Regions from separate parts of the Triticum aestivum genome. Here region 1 is linked to region 2. The links are chromatin contacts, called in public Hi-C maps. All regions are on one chromosome and are shown on one strand. Each heading gives the region's core, a stretch centred on a gene start, on an enhancer-like site or on the middle of the called end of the contact. The rest is flanking DNA. Distances are from core to core; before and after follow the strand shown. Region 1 has its middle 170 kb from the start of LOC123128376. Region 2 holds the start of LOC123128376 (transcription factor TCP14).

What was found. A called contact is a pair of places that touch in the nucleus more often than the background predicts.
Region 1: a Hi-C map of an unstated tissue shows a contact between it and region 2, with 7 times the contacts expected there. The contact joins the enhancer-like site here to the promoter of LOC123128376 in region 2. A contact is called at or near these places in 5 of 5 Hi-C or Micro-C datasets (leaf, root and an unstated tissue) and 1 of 1 datasets of contacts at active chromatin or transcription factors (leaf).

What each region holds. Positions count from the first base shown.
Region 1 is chr6A:542,771,273-542,775,637 of IWGSC CS RefSeq v2.1, reverse strand. No RefSeq gene overlaps it. Among protein-coding and RNA genes, the nearest start is that of LOC123128376, 170 kb to the right of the region's middle. Within about 2 kb of position 2,012, at least 4 of the 8 cell types and tissues checked have an H3K27ac peak or open chromatin away from gene starts, as enhancers often do.
Region 2 is chr6A:542,603,522-542,607,577 of IWGSC CS RefSeq v2.1, reverse strand. It overlaps LOC123128376 (transcription factor TCP14), which reads left to right and starts at 1,884. Exons shown (of 1, transcript XM_044548359.1): 1 at 1,884-4,056. The coding sequence starts at 2,421. The coding sequence ends at 3,635.

The DNA.
Region 1 (4,365 bases), core at 763-3,262, 170 kb before region 2:
TTATTTGGTTTTATTTCCCCCTTTTGGGTAGAATAGGATTTCATGTGTGTGTGAAATCACCATCACATCGCCAATCTACCGCCTCTCGTTATTATAGGAAGTTGCCCACACACACACATATTGCAAGCAGCCCTGTCTCCTCATGATGACAACTATAGAACAACGACAAATTCATAAATCTTACTAAATTCCTACTTAACACACCAATGTTTGTAAAGATGAGCACTTAAATTTGAACCCTGGCGAAGAGTCCTACTCCAAAACGCTAGCACCCAACCAAGAGGTGGATCTTGGGTCATATAGATACCTCATGCTTTGATTAAATAGAATCAGAAACCAACATCTACCTGCTTTAGAAATTAAAAGTTAAAACCTGCCTTCGCTGAAATCTGTACGCCCAAAACTAAACCCAACAGCCATAAAAAAAGCTGACCGAGAAACAAAATGTCTTTCTTTTTTACGATTTGCATAAACATAACAATTTTTTGTGCATTTTCTGCATGCCCTAATTTTTTTTTGAGACATCACTAGGGGCAAACTGCCCACCTGAATTTCACATTCATTTTAGTTGACATTCGGCAAATTGTCCGAGACATTGGGTTTACTTCGCCCGCTTGGATGAGTAGGGGTCAAGGCCACATGCGGCTCACTAGGGCAAGGCAACGAAGCATGGCACCCGGGATTTTTAAGATCTCCCTTAAGCAAAGAAATAGAAGCTCGAGAAGGAATAGCACTATAAACCTAGTTCGCTCTCACAGGAACAAGAAGGCACGAAAAGGTAATCTAGAGCGTAGTGAATACCTCTAACCTTTCCTCGGCAAACAGGTTCTCGAGCAGCAGTCAAATTGACTTCCCTCTGTAATGGAAAAGCCTCATTTTCTATTCTTTCTAAAGCTGGTGATGCGATCTACAAATAATATACGAGCAACGCCATCTCCGCAGCAGGACTACTTCGGCAATGTTAAGGCCAGGCGTTGGTCGCGAAAGACTTTGGCGTTGTTTATATTTTGATTCCTTCTGCATGAAATCATGACATGGTTCTGGTAAAGTAGGACCAAGAACAACCGAGATGATCATGAAAGATTTGAATTCCGGGGTATAAACACGTACATACAGATTAGAGGATAGGCATGAAAGTTGAAACATCAAGGAGCTGATCCGGCCATGGAGTGCCATTCTTGGGCCCCATTTCAAAAGCCAATCCCAAGTTTGTTTTCTCCTTGCTGGCCGATGGCTATGAGCCTGACCGTCCGTTGCATGCATGTGTGTGTGCCCAGTGCAACTGCAACCCAGAACCCACAGGATCATGTCCACAACATATCTACACGGACACATGGGGCCTCTGAATTGATAAGCACAAGCACCAACACATGGCGTCGTCCAGCCAAATTAGCTGGCATCTCCCTCCGTCGTCAGAGGTTTCCCTCCCATTTTCGCCGGAGCGCGCGCATACTTTGCTATAGGTAGTAGCTAGCTGCTGCATTATTGCGACTCGATGGGCATAGTCGCCTACTGTCGAAAGCTTACAAAGTCACGCGTCAGTACTGATGCACTCGATACCACGTACCATGCTCCCATGTACTCCCTTCGTTTCTAAATATAAGTCTTTTTAGAGATTTTAAATGACAGTTTTGCTAGAACTCATCTAAATGAGATTTAATTTGGTTTCATTCACCTTTTAGAGCCATTGGATGTGGTGCTATAAGATGCGTGTGTGCTGACGTGGGTTGTATCCGTTCTTGTTTTCCAGGTGAATGAGACCAAATTACGTCTCATCTAGATGAGTTTTAGGTACTCCCTTTAAATGAACCATCACATATGCATATATATAAACATATTTTAGAGTGTAGATTCATTCGTATTGCTTCGTATGTGGTCACTTGTTAAAATATGTAGAAAGACAGATATTTAGAAAAAAGAGGGAGTATTCGCGTCGGTCGCAACATGCCAACATGCATGTACAGCCATCTGACCAGTAAATTATTCTCAAGTTGCAAGCGCCCGCTGTGGCTGTGCCGTACAGTACAGCACTACTGTAGTCAAAGCAAGGTCAACTAGACTGGTGTATACTGTAGTAGCTAGCATGAGCCAATCAATAGCTCCCCGTATCGATCAGGTACTCCAGTGATACAGACCACAGCTGAACTGAGTTGTGACCTCAGAGAAAGGAGAAGAAAGAACCACTCGTAAAGGACATGGATTTCCTAGATCTAGAAGCACCGGGCCACTTGGACTATGAAGAATTTAAGAGTAGATAGAAGCCGTCCAATTTCATTATCGGAACGGAGGAAGTAGATGATGTTTAAAGTTTAACTGAGCGTATTGAATGAGATGAACACACGGCATTTTCGTACGTACGTACGTACCATGCATTGTCGTCGTGGCCGCCGGGCTAAATTAGCGGTTCTTCTTGAGAGAGGTAGTACCATGCATGCCATTGTTCGTACGTGTGGATCAGCGGTTGCATCTGCAGTTAAGATGAAACGTGAACACCACATGCGCCTGTTTGGTCGCCAGTGGCATCACGACGGACGATTACCGCGCGCGTCTCTACGGCGAAATACTCCGACTGTTCCTCCATAACTCGCCCAGCTACTCCGTTCGTATTATGTCGGGTTGGATATGGGTATGGGTAGATCTGATCAACGGCGGGGCTAATAAGAATGCGCGGAGGAAGATACTAGTACCTCGGTTTAGCGTCACCCTTGGGGAAATACTATGCTACCGGCCGGTTCACAGAAGTGCAGTTGATCGTGCGCTCAGACGACGCACGAGCGGCAACAGAGAGGCTGAGCGGCCGTGTGCCGATGGAAACCCGATGCCCGGCAGGGCTGCCGGGTACGGAGCAGGGCGCGCAGGACGGGACGCAGAGGTACCGGGCCGCGCACTGAAGTGAAGGCCCCAATCAGGTGGGCGCGGAGGGGCGAGGAACGCGTGCGCCTGCCTGCCCGTGTGGCCGGAGACACGCACCTCCCCGCTAGGGCCGCCGCGTGTGGGGATCGGCTCGACCTGGGGCGCGCAACCAACGGCCGGCGGCCCCCTGCAGTGGTGGGAGGGCGCACCGGCGGAGCGAAAAGCTCGGGGCGGGGGCGCCACCTGCGCTGGGCGCCAAGGGTTCTCGGCGTGCGATCGCGGGATCCCATCGGCCTGTCGAGGTGCTCGCTCGTCCGTGGGTGGCGACGCGTCCCTCTCGTCACGTCTTTATCGCCCTTCTGTGGGCTGCCCCCCGCCCCACGTCAATCTATCTATCTATCTATAGCCACTTTACCGCCGCTCACTGCACCGGTCTCATCCTCGTCTGCCCCTGTGACGTCGATGCATGCATGGCGCTACTACGTACCCAGGCCCCGTGTTTCTGTTATTCTGTACAGCTGCTCGGTCGAGTCAATCCGATCGCTCGATGGGTTGTGCATGGACACACACGTAGGTACTGGCCGGCCGGGGTGGTCGATAGGACGTGCTACGGCGATGCTGTGGGCGGCTAGCTAAGAGGACGCTTTCATGTAAGGATGGCCACAGCTCGAGAGGGCAGGTGTACAAATATTGTGTCCCGAATTAAAAAAACCCAGCGGCCCAGCAAAAACCTCCGCCTCTGGACCATCTGACAAAAGGTGGGAAAGTTGTAGCAACATATTTTGAAAAGAAAGGCAATACATGTGTGAAGCAGAAGGGACCATCTGATTGGATTGACTCGTCATGCAACAAAAATACCAAGTCCATTATCTATCGGATGGAACCTTGAGGCAAGCGGGCAGTTCTCTGCTACTTCGGCCTATCAAGCTCAGTTCAACGGATTTTGCAAGACTCCTTTCAAGCAAGTGTTCTGGGAAACTTGGGTTCCAGGCAAACAGAAGATTTTCATCTGGCTTCTTTATTTGGACAGGCTATGGTGCAATGATAGATTGCAGTGGCGTGGATGGCAAAATAATTATTTCTGCCAAGTCTGTTTAAGGCACCTTGAATCATCGGTGCACCTCTTCTGGCACTGTAACTTTGCCAGGACAATTTGGTCTGAGATTGCCACCTGGTCAGCTTGTCAAGCGATACACCCGAACAATTGGAAGGATCTAGACAAATCCATAAAAATAGCGGAGAAAATGATCTCTGGGACAAGAGAACTAGCCAAGAAAGGAACCAAACCGCTGATTATGATTGCACTGTGGGAACTTTGGCTCGAGAGGAATCAGTGCATTTTCAGAGGAAAGATTGCCAAAGTAGAGGAAGTGGTTGCTGCAATTCGGGCCAAAACTAGAGCTATGGAGACAGGCAGGAAGGTGCAAAATGCCTTGAACTCCCCTTTGCTGAACCACCCACTGGCATAGGGTAACGCTGTTGGAGTTTCTATAGCTTTTTGTAGTTTTTGGT
Region 2 (4,056 bases), core at 635-3,134:
CAGCTGGACATATTTGGAAGTTTTTGATGATTCAAAGTGGGCTAGAAAAAGGAGGGAGAGTGGGGGAGGGAGGACCTGGTCAATGCAGAGAGGCTGGTGAATTTCTATCTACCAATTGGCTACATCCCAGCCATGCATCCACCCTCCATCTTGTGATATTATATTTGTTGTTGGCAAACATGCATAGTTGACAGTAGGAGCGTCAGAGAGATGAATTAGGTCCACCCCAGAGAATGGTCAGATGAAAAAGATGGGGTTTTGGAAATGCTCTTGGAACCATTATGGGCCCACGAGGTAACTGGTAAAAATATTCTGAAGGTGGTAAGTATATTGCACTAATCGAGTGACATATTCTTTGTCTGGAGCTTGATCAGAGAGATGCCTGAATCTGCCCTAACCAACAAGGAATAAATAGATAGATAAAAATACACGGTTATAATTAGTATCCCCATATAATCCACTTATTTTATGTGTTCATTGGTAACAGGTTTGCGCTCGTTTAAATATAGAAACACAAGGTTTGACTATTTTGACTCTGAGCTGCTACATTTTCAACCACATACGTAGTACTAGTATTGAAATGGTGCTTAATTATTCTACACCTGCCACGACGCTGGTCATGAAAGCTTAGTTAATTGTTCTTTTGAGATCCAGATTCTATATACAGTTACACGAAACTCAGAGCCAAAGCTTTTGCAGAGTGTAAAGACAATGAGTCCCTTTCTCTTTGCCATTCACAGTGTTCCTAGTCCAAGCATACGGGTGGAAGAGGAGTCTGTGCTGGATACTCGTATCGTATGCACCAGGTCCATAGCACAAGAAATTAGGGCACCAAGGCTGGCAAACAAAGGAGGGGGCAAAGCCTAATAGGAAAGGCGACGGAATGATTACTGGTTGAGCTGGCCCTACTTTATCACCTGTTTCTTTGCTGTTCTCTCATAATTCACCGATATAATCTTTATTTTGAAGAACAAAAATAATGAATGGTGCATCAAGCCAGATATAAGTTATGCTCCTGTCCTGCATGAGTGCTTTTCCCTTTATCAAAAATAGCTATTACATGATTTGAGTGCTACCACCTGAAAGATAGTGCAAAAAAGTAAACTGAAACATGCAAAAATAAATAATAACTGAATACTCCAGAAAACAGAGGTGCATGCATTGAGGCTAGTTGGAAACGAAGAAGCTTTTGATGACCAGAAAAAAAAGAAGAAAAAAAAGCCCCTTTGCCATACATTTTTCCGTGCGTATTTTGACTTGCAGAGAGCAGTGGGCAGCGGCAGTCTTCGGGGCGGGGATTGAACGAATGATAAAGAACAGCGCACGTGGCGTCTGAGCCAAGTGACTGCCTCGCCACAGTCTAAAGATTTTTCCTTTTAGAAAAACAAATAAACAAAGCGAGAGCCGCAGAGGCAGTGGCAGAGGAAAAAAAAAAGAAACACATTTCAAACAGCAAAAGGCAGAAGAAAAGAAGAAGGAAAAAAAAACAGATAGGGTTCTCTCTCTCAAAAGCGGCCAATCCACAAAGGAGCCGTTGCTTTCCATCACACCACGTAGCTCAGCTAACTACTAGGCCTCGTTTGGGTTAATCCCTAGCTAGCGTGCACAGTGGCAATAGTGCTGTGGCGTTTTTTGCCGATTAAATGGGATATTCGCTGGTTAGCATCGGGAGGACATATCACGTTACGTTCTGCCACAGTACTGATCCGCACTGTGCATGGATTAGCTAGCCAGCACGGAGAGAGCCACGCCATGGCTGGCTAGGTGAGCCTAATAATTCTCCTCCGCCTGCCTTATCCTCCTCCTCCTCCTCCCTTCGCTGCCCGGCCGTCTCCCCCGCTCCATGTACACGACCACAGTCTCTGTCACTCGAGCTCCTCTCTCTCTCTCTCTCTCTCTCTCTCTCTCTCTCTCTCTCTCTCTACATCAAGAAACCATTTAATTCATCCATCTCTCTCCTCCAAGCCCTACAAAGTACACCATCTTCTTCCTCCCCCTCTCTGTCTCTCTCTCTCTCTCTCTCTCCTTCTCCTAGCTTCTAGCTAGGGCCATCTGCTCATGCTTCTCCCTTCTCCCAGATCGCAGATGAACCTTACCAGAAGACCATAAAATAGTGTGTGTGATCTCCCACACGCACACAACCCCCCCCCCCCCCCCCCCCCCCCCTCTCTCATCGTATCATATGAGGAAGGATTCCTTCCAAACCTATAATCTTTACCTCATAGCTTAGCTCCTGGACTCTCTCTCTCTCTCTCTACCGTCGTCTCCATCACACCTAACGAATCTCGAGCTAGACCCACAAGAAGCGGTCGGCGGCATCAAATCCGTTCCCCTCTCCTGCAAACAACCACCCGTTTACCCGGCCAAAGCATATACACGCAGAGATGGTTGTGTGTGTATATAACATGGCCTAATTGACCATGGACATCGCCGGAGACGCCGGAGGCGGCCGGAGGCCCAACTTCCCCTTGCAGCTCCTCGAGAAGAAGGAGGAGCAACCGTGCTCCAGCTCGGCTGCGGGGGGCACCTCGGGGGGCGGCGGGAATGGAGCAGCCGCTGGCGGTGCCGCCGGAGGGGAGATGCAGGTGCGGAAGGCGGTGCCCAAGCGGACGTCGACCAAGGACCGGCACACCAAGGTGGAGGGCCGGGGACGGCGCATCCGGATGCCGGCGCTGTGCGCTGCGAGGGTGTTCCAGCTGACCCGGGAGCTGGGGCACAAGACGGACGGCGAGACCATCGAGTGGCTGCTGCAGCAGGCGGAGCCGGCGGTGATCGCGGCCACCGGCACCGGCACCATCCCGGCCAACTTCACCTCCCTCAACATCTCCCTCCGCTCATCTGGCTCCTCGCTCTCCATCCCGGCCCACCTCCGCGGGGCCTTGCCGAGCCCCGGCGTAAGGTTCGGCTCCCGTGCCGACGCGTGGGACCGGGTTGTCGGACTCGGGTACCCGCCCGAAGGCCCCGCCTCGTCTTCGTCGACGCCGTCGCCGCTGTTGCTCAACTTCCACTCGGGTAGCGTCGGTCTTGACGTGCAGCCATCGCCGTCAGCCGCTGCCGCTGCCGCAGCCGCCGACCTTTCGAGGAAGCGGCGATGGGAGCAAGAAATGCAGCAGCAGCAGCAACAACAACATCAGCAGCAGCAGCAGCAGCAACAGTACCAGCAGCAGATGGCGGGGTACACGCAGAGCCAAATGCCGGGCACCGTCTGGATGGTGCCAAGCAACTACTCGCAGGGCAGCGGGGCGCCTTCCGGCGGCGGCAACGGCGGCGGTGGAGGAGGAAGTGGTGAGTCGATCTGGACTTTCCCGCAGGTGGGCAGCGCCGGCGCCGCGGCTGCCGTGTATCGTGGGAGCGTGCCAAGCGGGCTACATTTCATGAACTTCCCTACACCGATGGCGCTGCTACCCGGCCAGCAGCTGGGGCTCGGCCCAGTGGGAGGCAGCGGCGGTGGCGCAGGCGGGAGTGAGGGGCAGATGGGGATCCTCGCCGCGCTGAACGCGTACCGGACACAGGCGGCGGAAGCAGCGGCGGGCCAAGGAGGCGGCGGTGGAGGAGGATCGTCTAGCCAGCAGCAACACGGAGGTGGTGGCGGCGGCGGCGAGCGGCATGAGAGCATGAGCACCAGCGAGTCGTAGGCCGGGCGGGCCTCCGAGGATCGCATCGCATCGCATGCATTGGTCTCTGGTGTGGCTTTGATCTGTTCTTTGTCTTTGATTTCTTTTTCCTTTTGTGGTTTCCTTCCTCCACTCCTAGACATTAGACAACTCGCAAGGATTACACTCGGCTGCGATCCCATGGCATTTAGATCATCATCGTCATACTTAGCGCACGTACGTTTGTGCTTGTGAGTGGAAGAGCGAGGTGTGCCATTGGAGAAGAGGACGGAAACACAGCAGCAGCAGCAGCAGCAAGAGAGATTGTTTATTTTTGTTCTTTTAGCATTAGGGTTTGATCAAATGCGAGCGGAAGAGATTTTCATCAGGCATGGCATTCGTCACCTGCCGTGATCGATCGATGGTTCATTTTTGTTGTTTGCCACCAAGCTTTGTTAGTCCT